4 separate regions of the Mus musculus genome follow, and regions 1, 3 and 4 are each linked to region 2. Evidence: chromatin contacts called from public promoter capture Hi-C and targeted proximity ligation data. All regions are on one chromosome and are shown on one strand. The core of a region is the stretch at or near the end of the contact, and the rest is flanking DNA. Distances in the headings are between cores, read along the strand shown. Region 1 overlaps Vps37c (vacuolar protein sorting 37C). Region 2 holds the start of Lrrc10b (leucine rich repeat containing 10B). Region 3 holds the start of Vps37c (vacuolar protein sorting 37C). Region 4 has its middle 19 kb from the start of Dagla.

What was found. Promoter capture Hi-C pulls out the DNA fragments that hold promoters and counts their contacts.
Region 1: a contact with region 2 is called in a targeted proximity ligation map of pancreatic cancer cells. A contact is called at or near these places in 1 of 39 promoter capture datasets (pre-B cells), 2 of 484 Hi-C or Micro-C datasets (the G1E-ER4 cell line and the N1E-115 cell line) and 1 of 130 datasets of targeted methods (pancreatic cancer cells).
Region 3: a contact with region 2 is called in a promoter capture Hi-C map of pre-B cells. A contact is called at or near these places in 2 of 39 promoter capture datasets (embryonic stem cells and pre-B cells) and 1 of 9 other capture datasets (liver).
Region 4: a promoter capture Hi-C map of neural stem cells shows a contact between it and region 2. A contact is called at or near these places in 14 of 39 promoter capture datasets (the 3T3-L1 cell line, cranial neural crest, embryonic stem cells and 7 more), 26 of 484 Hi-C or Micro-C datasets (the N1E-115 cell line, bone marrow-derived macrophages, brain and 17 more), 15 of 130 datasets of targeted methods (the NIH/3T3 cell line, astrocytes, embryonic fibroblasts and 9 more) and 3 of 9 other capture datasets (adipose tissue, embryonic stem cells and pancreatic islet).

The regions. Positions count from the first base shown.
Region 1 is chr19:10,708,246-10,711,299 of GRCm38.p6, forward strand. Vps37c (vacuolar protein sorting 37C) reads left to right here. Exons shown (of 5, transcript NM_181403.3): 3 at 2,025-2,196; 4 at 3,026-3,054. Among named protein-coding and RNA genes, the nearest start is that of Vps37c, 21 kb to the left of the region's middle.
Region 2 is chr19:10,455,978-10,459,295 of GRCm38.p6, forward strand. It overlaps Lrrc10b (leucine rich repeat containing 10B), which reads right to left and starts at 1,470. Exons shown (of 1, transcript NM_001111140.2): 1 at 1-1,470. The coding sequence starts at 1,338. The coding sequence ends at 460.
Region 3 is chr19:10,687,005-10,689,991 of GRCm38.p6, forward strand. Vps37c (vacuolar protein sorting 37C) reads left to right here and starts at 1,731. Exons shown (of 5, transcript NM_181403.3): 1 at 1,731-1,975.
Region 4 is chr19:10,321,956-10,324,999 of GRCm38.p6, forward strand. No RefSeq gene overlaps it. Among named protein-coding and RNA genes, the nearest start is that of Dagla, 19 kb to the left of the region's middle.

The DNA of each region.
Region 1 (3,054 bases), core at 31-2,530, 250 kb after region 2:
TTTTTAGCCCTAAGTATTTCTTCAGCCAACAGTGAGCAACAGGATGGTAAGGGGTTCCTAGTCTTGTCCCTGAAGGGAGTGGAGCTCAGCAAAAGCAAGCCCAGCTCTTGGGAGTTCATTGCTTCCAAGCTGAGCAAGCCTTCAGCCCTATGGAAAAGCACAACCTCCCGGAGATGTAAGGGATGCAGCTTCCTGGCCAAGGGCAGATTGAACCTTCTCTGTAGCCATGTTTGAGCAAATGAGTTGAATTCTCTGAGGGGAAAAAATACTCACTGTGGGACAGACAGAAACAAAGTAAGGCAAGCTACTTACTCTCTCAGAAAGCCTTTAGCTGTCTGTCTGTCTATCTGTCTGTCTGTCATAGCTGTAAGGCAGTAATTGTGTCATGTGGGGCTGGCAGAAGAGAAAGGTGGTGGGAGTGTTCATCTCTGTAGAGAGGGAGCTGTGCAGCTCTCCTGGCCTCATAGGGTGTTAGTAAGAGATGGGCTCCAGGGTAGGGAGAGGGTGGCACAGCACAGATGTAGTGCTTCAGACCCAGGGAAAAGCCGTGGACAGGTAAGGATGCCAAGGGTGTGGCCAGGAAGGGCAGGCCCTACACTCAGAGGTGGCCACACAAGTGTCCCTGGCGTTTTCTTTCCTTTTCTTTTTTAACACTGTATTTTTTGTTATATGTATAGGCATGTCTGGTGTGGGTTTGTGCATGTTTGGTGCAGTGCCTTTGGAGGCCAGAGAGTCTGTTAGATCCCCTGGAGCTGAAGTGGCAGATGGTGTGAGCCACTTGACGTGGGTCCTGGGAACTGAACTCGGATTCTTTAGATGAGCAGTATGCGTTCTTAATTGTTGAGCCGTCCTCCAGCCACCTTGGCTAACAGTCACACATAGCAGTTTCTCTGCTCCTGTGCCAGTGAGCTTGTCCAGGGGCTCAATGGCGTTTCTGGCTGGACAGCAGGCAGTCCAGGTAAAGGGGTTCTAACCCTGAGCCCGGACTCCCTTGTCTGTGCAGGAGGTAACTGGCAGCACTCCTCTTTCCAATAGGCTGCAGCCTGCTGTAACTACAGGGCTCGAGGCCCTGAGCAGGGGTCAGAGCAGGGTGGCTCTTCTGGAAACCCCTTGTCCAGGATGCCCCCTGGCTTCCTGGGGCTGTTCTAGTGGGAGCCCATCTGGCCTGGTGTGCCACATGCTGGCCAAGGTGGAAGGAGAAGCTCTGTGTTGTTGATCCCTTCGGTCCCCGTGGAAGCTGGCCCTGACCTGTTCCCTAACTTCTGTGGCCAGTGCTGAGCCCCCTCTGCTGGTGCCATGTGGTACTGCGATGCGATGGTGGCCCTGTCTCCAGCTCTCCTTTCGGTGAAGCAGATGGTAGCCCGCTGGGCAAGGTTCCAAGGCTGCTTCTGCCTGACTGGCAGTTAACAAGGGGCCTGCATGAGGGCTCCATTTTGCTGGCTAGGGAAGCATTTTCAGCAGGCAGCATTGAGGGACTATCTATAGCTCTGTGGGCTGTTTGACCTGGGAGGCGGGGATATCTGTCCTGCTCAGTGGCTTGGGCTACAGGGCCTCCCTCCCTAATACCTTTGGGACCTCAGATATTTCTAGCTTCTGGTCTGGCCTGGGTCACCTTCATTCTCCCTAGCAGCCTCTCATGTGTATGCATGCATGGTGTGTGTGTCCATGTGTCTTTTTCACTTGGGGCTAATGGTGGGGACTCTGGGTTTCATCCCTCCCACTGGAGTGGTCTCCTTCAGCTGTGGCCTGCACAGCACAGAACCACTTGCAGGTACTTGTCTATTGGGAAGCCGTGGTTAGGTGGTTAGCCTTGCTGCCTGTTTCCCATGTGTCATTCTCACAGGCTCTCCGGATCAGGATGTGGTGAGGTACCTGGGTCACAATGCCTGCATAGCCTTTAAACCCAGGCTTCTGTGACTGGTTGAGGGCTGAGCGCCAAGCTGAGCAGTGAGTCCAGGAGCACCCCCTGCTGGAGGCTGACCAGTTACAGTTAAGCTCATTGTCAGTTGTCCTGCTTTCCTTAGGTTCAGGACCTGCAGTTAGAACGAGAGATGGCACTGGCCACGAACCGGAGCCTGGCAGAGCAGAACCTGGAGTTCCAAGGTCCCCTGGAAATCAGCCGCTCTAACCTCTCAGACAAATACCAGGAGCTGCGGAAGCTTGTGGAGCGGTGCCAGGAGCAGAAAGCCAAGCTGGGTAGGGACAGCCGACCACAGACAAGCACTCTGGCCATCTCCCCTGCTGATTGATACTTCTGTTCAAAGGAGGACGAGGGAGGCAGCTGGAATACTAAGGATGCTTAGATACCCAGAATCGGAGAGGGCCAGCAGCCATTGTAGCCACTGTGCTTTGCATGTTTTTACATGATAATAAGCAAATAAGCAAAAGTGTAGGTACTGTAGTTAGTCTAAATGTTTGAGTATTTATATTTATTGTATACCCTGGTGATAATTTTCATAGTATTAAAAATGTCCTGAACTTACTATTTTTATAGATGAGGAAAACAAGGCTGGAGCCGGCCGAGGGCTTGCCTGAGGTCATCCCACCAGAGTGAGATGGAGTTGGGATTTGCAAGCATAGCCTTTAAGAGCTGAGCATCTCTCTAGCCCTGGAATGGGATTTGAATCTAGGCAGTCAGTATGTTTCACTGCCTCTGCCAACTTAGCCCCGAGCCTTGCAGAGCTGACCTAGGCCCTGTGAGGTAGGAAGGCTTCCTGGATGGCTGTGCCCTTGGCAGCTGCTTGGCCAAGACCTGAGCTTGTCCCTCAGCTCCTCTTCACCAAGATGGTGAACGCCTACATGAACCAAAAGGACCCCACAGAACCAGCTGCAGGGACTCTCTCTCCACTGGGGCCTGTTGTGGCTGAGTCCTGAGTGCTCACAGAACCAGCAGCAGGGACTCTATCTATAGTGGCTAGGCCCAAGCACACAAAGGGCATGTCACATGTCTTCCCTGAAATCAGGGTCCTCAGCTTTAATTAAAGCAGTGCTTTTGAAATGTCGACCTCTCTGCCCTTCCTTCCAGAGAAATTTTCCTCGGCACTGCAGCCTGGG
Region 2 (3,318 bases), core at 220-2,719:
CCAACACACACACACACACACACACACACACACACACACACACACACACACACACACATGGAGAGTTTGCCCCATACAGTCTCCTAGGGTAGGCCTAGGCGATCCAAACCCCAAGTGAAAGTTATAGATGCCCTGACATCCAGAGTCAGAGTAGGGATGATTCTACGGATAAGTGATGGCCCTGGTTCCAGGTGAGAACCGGTTCATCTGTCGTGCCATCAGTGGCTCTATCCCAGACTTCTTGGTCTGAAAACTGCCCAGAGGTCAGCCCAGGGACTCTTTCTTACTGCCTAGTACTGTCTGAAGATGGCCTCAGGCCTGCCTGTGCCGGGCAGCTCATTCAATGATGCTCCTTCACTGCCCCAAGTAAGAGGCCCAGCAACACCGTATATCCAAACAACCACAACCTCGCAGAGTCCCTTCTTCCAGAGTAGCCAACCCATCACTCAGGGAAGAGGCTCAGGTGCCCAATCCTGGAGGAGCTTCCAAGGCTCGGAGGCTGTCCCTGGTGGGCCCCAGAGCCCTGGGTCCTGCGCCTCCTATGAGTAGGTCTTCTTCCTCCTCATCATCAAAGGCCCGGGTTGGACGCCGGGCTGGCTGCCGCGGAATGGGTTCGTCGCGCTCAGCCATGCGCTCGACGGCTCCCTCGCCCACTAGGAAAACGGTGTCTGCCACCCGCGGGGGTCCAGTGACTGGGTTGTGGTCGTAGGAGAAAACTCGGAGCGCACGAAGCGGGTGCAGGTCGGGGAAGCCGCCCAGGCGGTTGCGGTCGAGGTCTAGGATGTGCAGCCGGCCCATGCGCAACAGCGCGGGCGGGAACTCTTCGAAGCGATTGCCGTAGAGCCAGAGGCCACGCAAGCCGGTCATGCGCGGCAGCTCGGCGGGCAGCGCGCGCAGCCGGTTGTCGCCCATCTGCAGCGATTGCAGCGCCACCAGGCGCAACAACGGCCGCGGAAAGCGCCGCAGGAAGTTGCCTTCGATCCAGAGGCAGCGCAGGCTCTGCAGCTGCGCAAAGTCGGGTGGCAGCGCCAGCAGACGGTTGCCGCCCAGGTAGAGGCGCGTGAGGCGCGGTAGGCGACACAGGCCGTCGGGCAGGCGCTCCAGCTTGTTGAAGTCGAGCGCCAGGATGCGCAGCTCGCGCAGCTCCTCGATCTCCTCGGGAAGCTCGCGCAGCCCGGTGCCGCTCACATACAGCTTCTGCAAGCGGCTCAATGCGCACACGGCGCTAGGCAGCCGCCGCAACCGCCGCCCGCTCAGCTCCAGCTGCTGCTCGCCGCTGCGCAGCTGCTCCTCGGCGTCCGACGGCAGCTCGTCCGGCGTGGACTCTGCGATGCCCATGGTCACGGGCCCCGGCCCGGGACGCCGCTGCCACCACCCGGCATCGCCACGCCCTGGCCGCCCCGACGGGGCCCGGGCCGCTCCGGCCTCGGGGGCCCCCCGCCCCGGCCTGCCTGTGTGCCGGGAGGGGGGCCGTGCCGAGCCGAGAGGAGGCGCCCGCCTGGGCCCCGCCGCCCCGCACCGCGTTCGGCCACCCGCCCTTCGGCCTCCCCCGCTGCCTCCGCCGGAGGCCGACTGGCTGGAGTTCGAGCTGACTTGCAGCTTAGCGACCCGTCGCCCTGGCAACCCCCGACGCGCGTGCGGCTGCCAATAGGCAAAGGGAGGGCGGGGTGGGGCGGGGCCAAGGAGGACCGTGAGAAGGGTCCTGAAGCTGAAGCTGGTCCCTGGATAGCTAGCCTATCCGTGAGCCAGCCTGAGCCCAGGCGGCGGCTGAGCGCAAACCCGGCACAGGGCTAGTTAGCGCTGAGCCCCGACGTCCGACGCTGTCTAAACTTGCCGCAGCAGGCCATTTGGTTGGTGTAGCTGTGTGTGCTTCAGGGAAAATGGGTCCAGAAGGAAGAAACCTGGGACTGAAAAAAGGGAGGAGGGATACTGGAGTAGTACCTGAAGGCGAAGTCACTTACTTTACCCCTCCACCCCCGACGTCCAGCGGCGTGCGGCCAGTCTCCCAGTTGGGGTCACTTCAGGATAGTAACTCGGAACAATGTTATGTTCTGGTCTTTTTTAGATCTGAGGATTTGTGGGACTATGCTTGGCTCCGCCCTCCCCGGATTCCGCCCATTGCTGGTGCTCTAGCACCCGCTCATACCCAAGCCCCTCCGAGAACACCCAAGGTCTATGTGTGGCCATGGTGGGCAGAGGACTGGGACAAGCGCCTACCTTTGAGTGGCACCGACAACAATCATCTTGGTTCTATGACTCGGCTGCTCTCACTAGCCTCCTCCCTTTTCTCTCTGCCAGAGCTCCACGTGTCTGTCACTTTGCCAAAAGCTACTTCCCATACTTTAAAAAAGAGGCATTGAGCAAGGCTCAAAGACATTAAGCTTTGGTTGACCAGAAAAGCTGGCGTTTGAAGCCAGGCAGTGTGACTCAAGAACCCAACTCCTAAGCATACACCTTCCCAGTAAAAGAAAACACAGCATTCCACCCACCCCTCCAGCGAGTTTTTCCTCAACAGAGTCTCTGACTCACAATGCAAAAACTAAGAAAGGAATTATTAATCCCACAGAAATGAGGAGGAAAGCGGCCTCCTGAGATTAGAAAAACCTGCTTGAGGGTTATACAAGGGACAAGAGGTTGTACCGTGAGCGCTCAGTCAACAGACCACTTTCTCCTCCCTGCCCCACTCCCACCTTCTCTAGGACCTAGCTGTCAGAACTTAGTGTCCTCCAATCCATCCATACTGCCATGGAAGTTTGAAATTAGGACAGTGGAAGGAGGACACATTGGTTTACCTCTATAATCCCAGCTGATCAGCCAGCCTGGAGAAACAACACAGCAAAAGCCCAGGGGTGTGGCTCCTGCCTGTAATTCCAGATCTTTCCCGGCAGAAACAAGAGGATTTCTGCAAGTTCAAAGTCATCCTAAGCTATAGAGTGGCTTAAGGCTAATGAGATATAGAGCAAGACCTTGTCTCAGAATGGGGAGTGGGCAATAAAAGGGGGGCGTAGAGTGTTCACATCTATTAGCCCAGCTATGTTAACCAGACTGGCAGCATAGTAAGAACCTATCTGAAAACAGGAAATAGTGATAAATAGACAGAAAGGAAGGAAGGAAGGGCTGGGAATGTCAGTGCAATTGTGTGTATTTTTGACAAATGTGTGTACCTTTGCTGTCACAGTTGGGTTTTTTTTCCCCTTTCTTTTTTTTTTTTTTGTACCTTTGTTTGTTAGTTACAGAGTTTCATATAACTCAAACTCTCCTCCAACTCAATAGATGGCCAAATTTCTGGTCTTCCCACCTCCTTAGTGCTGGAATTAC
Region 3 (2,987 bases), core at 481-2,980, 230 kb after region 2:
AAATGGAGTCTGCTTGTCAGCTCAAAATTAAAAACAAACAAACAAAAAACCCAAAAAACCCAACTCACACAGCATAAGAGAAAGGACAAAAACATTCAGGTTCACTGGCCTGGCCGGCTCTCCCAACCATGGAGAAATGGTGTCAAGCAGGCTTTCTGGAAGCGGCTGTCAACAGTCCTCACTCTGACTTTGAGTTCTTACAAAATGAAGTATTTGCAAAACAAACAGCATTGAACCCCTATCATGTTGGGTGGCCCCCAAAGGTAGCACCTCAAGCAAGTCACCTGCAGGCACAGCTGTCGTCTGTCCTGATTCCTTTTGTAGTAGCTGTGCTAGAGGTAGGGGAGAGTGTGTGTGTGCAGGGCCTGGGTTGTGTCTCCAGCACAGCATAACACTGTGCACTTGCCAGGTAGAGGTGAGAGCTTACTCTTGACTACTTTGAGAGTTCTAGGACAGCACAGGGGACTTGAGACCTGAGTACCCAGGGACCCCATGAGGTAGTAAAGGGGAGGGAGTTCTGACCAATGGGGACAATGATGATCATTTTAGATCTAGAATATGAAATAGAAAAAGTGGGAGATCTTGATGAAATTCGATGACCCAAAAGAGAAACTTACAAGATGGAAGTCCCCCCTCAAAAATAAATAAATAAATAAATAAATAAAATTGCAACTCTGTTGACTGATTAGAACTTCTTGATTGTGGAAAGCTGGGATGTTACAGGGTCCAATTAACTGATAATTATTGTTATTCTCCTTAATAAATGTTGCTCACTTCTGTGCCTTACCTCATATCAATGTGATTATCGGGTAAACCTTTTGGGATGCACTAACTCAGCAGACCCCAAAGCTAAAATGTAATCAAATAGCACCTCAGACCCAAACAGAGATTTTCCCTAATTTCTCATTACCCACTGGCCTGATGGTCCCAGCAATGTATTTGTAAAATGCCTTGGGGTAGCCTTATTCTGTTACTGTACAGACTTCACAAAAGCACTTTTACATTGGAACATGTTATTTAAGGCAACCTGAACCTGTGTCCCATGTCATGGTCACTCTTTCTTGGCTCTCTCCTTCTCTTTGAGGTGAGATCCATTTTGGGTGGACAGAAGTCAGAGTCAAGTGAAGGTGGAGGCCTCTGACACTGAGCCTGGTATCACTTAGGGCCTTTGGACTTCTCGTTGTATGACCCAGCAATTACCATTTTGAAGAGGCCAATTTGTGCTGGTCTCTGCCACTAGCAACAAAAGTTCTAATGTATAACAAAGGGTGGCAGGGTTTTCTTAGGCTGGAAGCTAATCTAACCACTGCAGCCAAAGTGGAATGGCGTTCACCTCTCAGGGCTGGTTTGTTTCCATCCCTTCCTGAGGCTTGTCACTCTGGGCGAGTGAGGATGGATCAAGTCTGACGCTTACACACTCATCTACAGACGAGTAAGAGCAATCTACGGTCCTGACAAAGGGTGATTTTTTAGGAAAGCTCAGAGCTGTTAGCAGTGTCTGAAGGGGACTCAGGACCGCAGCCATTCTAGTCCTGAGGCCAAACTATAAAAAGGAGTGTGCGCAGCAGGCCGGGGATACCGTGGTGCAATAAGAGCCCATCTGGAGCCTCCCTTTGGAAGTTCCACGCTTGTCTCAGGATATTCAGAGCAAACGAAGGGACGCCTGCAAGTCTGCGCAGGCGTACTCGCAATGGGCGGAGTCCTACGGCGGGGGCGGGGCTAGGGGTGGTGCCTTCCCCCGCGCGGGCGGGGCCGAGTGGCCTTCCGCGGGTGTGGCGCCTGAAGCCACCAGCGTCTGAGTGCAGGTATCGTGGCCACCCCTAGGCCTACAAGGCAGGACACTCGGGGCGCGGCGGAGGGGCAGTGCGGCTCGTTCTCAGCTGGACGCGGGAGTAAGTCACATCCGGTAGAGGCGGGGCTCGTGGATCCCGGAAGTGCGGGCAGCGGCTGATTGCCCGCGGTAGCGGCGGCCCCGGTAGGTGAGCGCCGCTGGGGAAGGTCTCGGGCGGCGGCGGGCAGCGGCCTACCGTGCCGGGGGCGTTGCCGGCGAACTCAGAGATGGGTTTCCTGGCCGAAGCCGGCGATTGGGCGCGATGGGCGCGTGACTCCCCGCGGGCCTGCGCCCCTGCAGTGGGGTGGGAGGGATGGACGGTGGGAGGCTGTCCTCGCCGGTCGCCTCAGCCCCGCCCCCTCCCACCTATCCGCTAACGCCACGCAACCCTTCACCCTCTGTAGGAGTACCTTGTGGCCTTTGTGTCATTAAGAGCCTCTTTGCCCCTTGTACGGATTGGGAAACTGAGGCCTGTGTGTATTCTGACTTGCCCCTGCGATATAGTGGAGTTAGAGGGACTCTGGCCTTTGTCTTGCTGGCCTGTATCATTCCCCAGGTTAGCAATAGGTAAGGGTTCTTCCCCTTTCTTCTGGACCCCGACTTGAACTGTCCAGCATGGCTGAGCCATCCTTACTTCTGGGCCTTCCAGGTGTATGGTCCCAGCATGTGCCTGGTTCTGCTTTGTTTCTCCCCTCACAGCCGTTTAGGGGTGTTCTTTCACTTTTTTTTGGTGGGCCAAGACATTCCCAGAGATGTGTTTGAGTTACTGGTAGAGTGGACTATCATCAGGGTCACATTTCTTGAGTCCAGCCTATACCTTGTCAATCAGATTTGGGCTAGCCACCTTGAGCCAAGAAACTTCACGGATACCAGGGCTCCTTCATCGCTCCCTGCATATTTTCCAGGTGTCTCTACCAATAGCGTGCCACTCCACATTCAGTGACTGTCAGTCCTGCAGCTAGAAATGGTGGTGATAGAGGGACTTAGAAGGGAAAGACTCTTCTTTGCTTGGGGCCCAGGGAGGGCCCTGATCTGGGGATTGTGGAACTGAGGGCTGCTGGGTGAAATGGTGGACTCTGAAATGAGTCTTTGTTCTTGGCAGTCATAGTGCCCAGAAAAAAAAAAAAGCCTTTTTCGTAAGATTGTCTTGGAAATC
Region 4 (3,044 bases), core at 481-2,980, 130 kb before region 2:
GCTGCTATTTGATTAATTATTGTCTATTTTGAGACAGGGAACCATGTAACTCAGGCTAGCTTTAAATGCACTGTGTAGTCAAAGCTGGCCCTGAGTTCCCAACTCTCCTGCCTCTACCTCCCAAGTGATGGAATTACAAGTGTTTGCCACTACACAAGGCTATAATGTCATATTAAATCAACCAAGTCCTTTGCACAGATCCAGACAGGAAACTCTAGATTTCCTTCAGCCTCAGTCTCCATTGCTATCTAAACCACCATCAGCATTAATCTGAGTTGATACCAGGCCAACCTCTCTGCCCTCCCTCCACTGAGGATCCACGGAGTCCCAGGGATGCCCAACCTCACTGTCCTCATTACTGCAGAGAAGTGACTTTGCTGATAGCTGTCTATGGGAGGAGCTTCTGGGCATGTTTGGCCCTATCTTTGTGCAAAGTGTCTACTAATTTATCCCAAAGCAGCCTGTGGTATTCCCACTGGGCCAGAGACCGTGTAGTTGAATGTCAGGGTCAAGGACGGGACCACGAAAGCCCACCTGGCCTAGGTATGTAGGGAGATACCTTACCCTCTGTCTCACAATGGATCTGTCTTGGATGGGATGAGATTCTTCCCTGGAATCTTTCAAATAGAACATTTTGCTCCCCTTCCCCCCGGCAGCCACTTCTGTCTGGCCAGTTCCAGGCCTGAGTGGGAACAGTTTTCTAGAAGTATCTTGGAGATGCCAGAACAGAATGGGAAGTCATGGGTACAGCACGGTGAAGGGAAGGTGGGTGGTGGGAGCTGGCAGAGATGCCGACTGGACATTCCAGAGAGAAGAGGCCTCTGCACCCAGGCAAGGAAGCTGGGTGGCAGCACGTGAGGGGACAGCCTGGCTAGACCACATAGGTGCTTTTTTCCAGACCTGAGGGAGTCTGGAAAAGACACTGACTGGCAGGAGTGGGCAAAAAGACTAGTCATGGAAAAACCCCTTGGGGGAGAGGGAAAGGCTCCATTTAACAGAACAGCAATGGAGGTAGATTCCACATCCCACAGGCGAGTGAACAGCTGAGTATTTCGTCTCAGCGACAGCCTTCTCCTGGCTGAAGGCTGGTGCTGAGGCCCATTCAGAAATGGGTCTCCTGAATTATACAAATGTGGGCTCTGGAGTGGGGGTTTGCAGGCTGGTGGTACCTGACTCCTATGACAAATATTTCCTAGTGTTCCCTTCTCTGAGTAGAAATGAAATTCATAAATAACCTCACCTGTGTGCACATATGCTTTTAAACAAATGAAAAAAAAATCAATGTAATATCCTAACTACACCATGAAGGAAAAAAAAAAGTGATTCATAATAAAATAATACGAACTTCAGGACGCAGGACGCAAACTGACTCTGAGAGGCAGATAGGATTTCATGGCCCCACATTTGCTCCTAGAGAAGCAACCGTGAGGGCCACAGCAGCCACAAGGACAGTGGACACAGGTGGCTGTGAAGCTGACTCAGACACCACGAGCCGCCCTGTTGCCAGTGACATGAATTAGGCACCGAGTCCTGGCAAGATGCCAAACAAAACAAAGGACAATCTTCTCTCTGAATACACAATAGTCTCGTTCCCAGAAAACTCTGTGTATATAAGAAGCATGAAAGATTACTTCGTGTTTATATATAAACAGGTCACACTCGTGCACACACAGATGCACACAGCTATTGTGACCAAGAAGACGTCCTTGCAGATCTCCCAGAGTCCTCTGAGGAGCTGACTGGGACTCATTCAGCAATTGTTCTTTGAGCCACGTGTATGATAGCAGCCACAAAGAGCAGAGGGTAGGGGCCAATTTCTAGTGTCTGGGAAGGGGGTGGAAAGACCTTGTGAGTGAGTCCTGGGACATAGCATCAGAGCAGAGCTAACTGGAGGTATCTGGCTGCTGCTGACTTCCCCGAGATGTGCTTGGCAATAGATGCTGAACAGAACAAAGGATGTGCTCTGTGAGACTTTTGGAAGCTGGGCTATCTCCCCCTCTCCATAGTCACACCATCCACAAGTCAATTATATACATAGTGAATGGTCAATAAAAATGACATTCATACCTCTTAGTCACCAGGCACTGGGACTACACCATCCACAAGTCAATTATATACATAGTGAATGGCCAATAAAAATGACGTTCATACCTCTTAGTCACCAGGCACTGGGGCCCACCTTCAACTCATATAGCCTTCAACGAGTCCTGGGAGTCAGAGTCTGCACTCACCATCATTTGTAATGGGGACGTTAACAAACTGGGGCGATAGCTCAGAGGTAGAACTCTCTTGTTTAGCAAATTCAAAGCCCTGTGTTCAATTACCACCACCACCACCACCACCACCACCACCACCACCACCACCACCACCACCGCCACCGCCACCACAAGAACAACAACAACAACAAAGCAACAGCATGGAAGGTGGGGTTAACTGAAGCCTGGAGAAGCAGTCTCTTGCCCAAGACCAGGCAGTTTATACTGGAAGAGCTAGGGATCGAACCCAGGGCTTTGGGCATCCTGGATGAGCACTTTATCAAGCCACACCCCCAACTGGTAAATAAAATAGCCTTTTAAGGACTGGGGTGTAGCTCAGTGGCAGAGCTCTTGCCTCAAATCAAAAAGGCCATGGGTTTGATCTCCTGTAACAAAAAATAAATAAAAGGACCCAGCATGGAACAAAGTCTGTAGTCTCAGCGATCCAGCAGCCCAGGGTTGGCTGCCAAGGGTTGCTGGAGTCTGAGCGTTTGAGATCTTGTTTCAAAATAAAATTAAGACAAGTTTGTTATCCTCAAAGTCTAACATGCAGATGAGAAAACATAAAAAGGAAACAAAGCTGTCATTCTGTGCCCCCGGTGAGTCTCACTGTAAACATCTTATTGTCTGGCCTCTTTTTATGAATGTCAATGTTCTAATCAATATGAAAGCCTACTGTGCAGTCAGTAACAGCTTCAGCCTCTTCCTGCCAACCCATCTATATCTTTCTTCTTTAAAAACTACTTATTTGACTAAAACATATGTGTTTGTATGTTCATGTCTCCATAT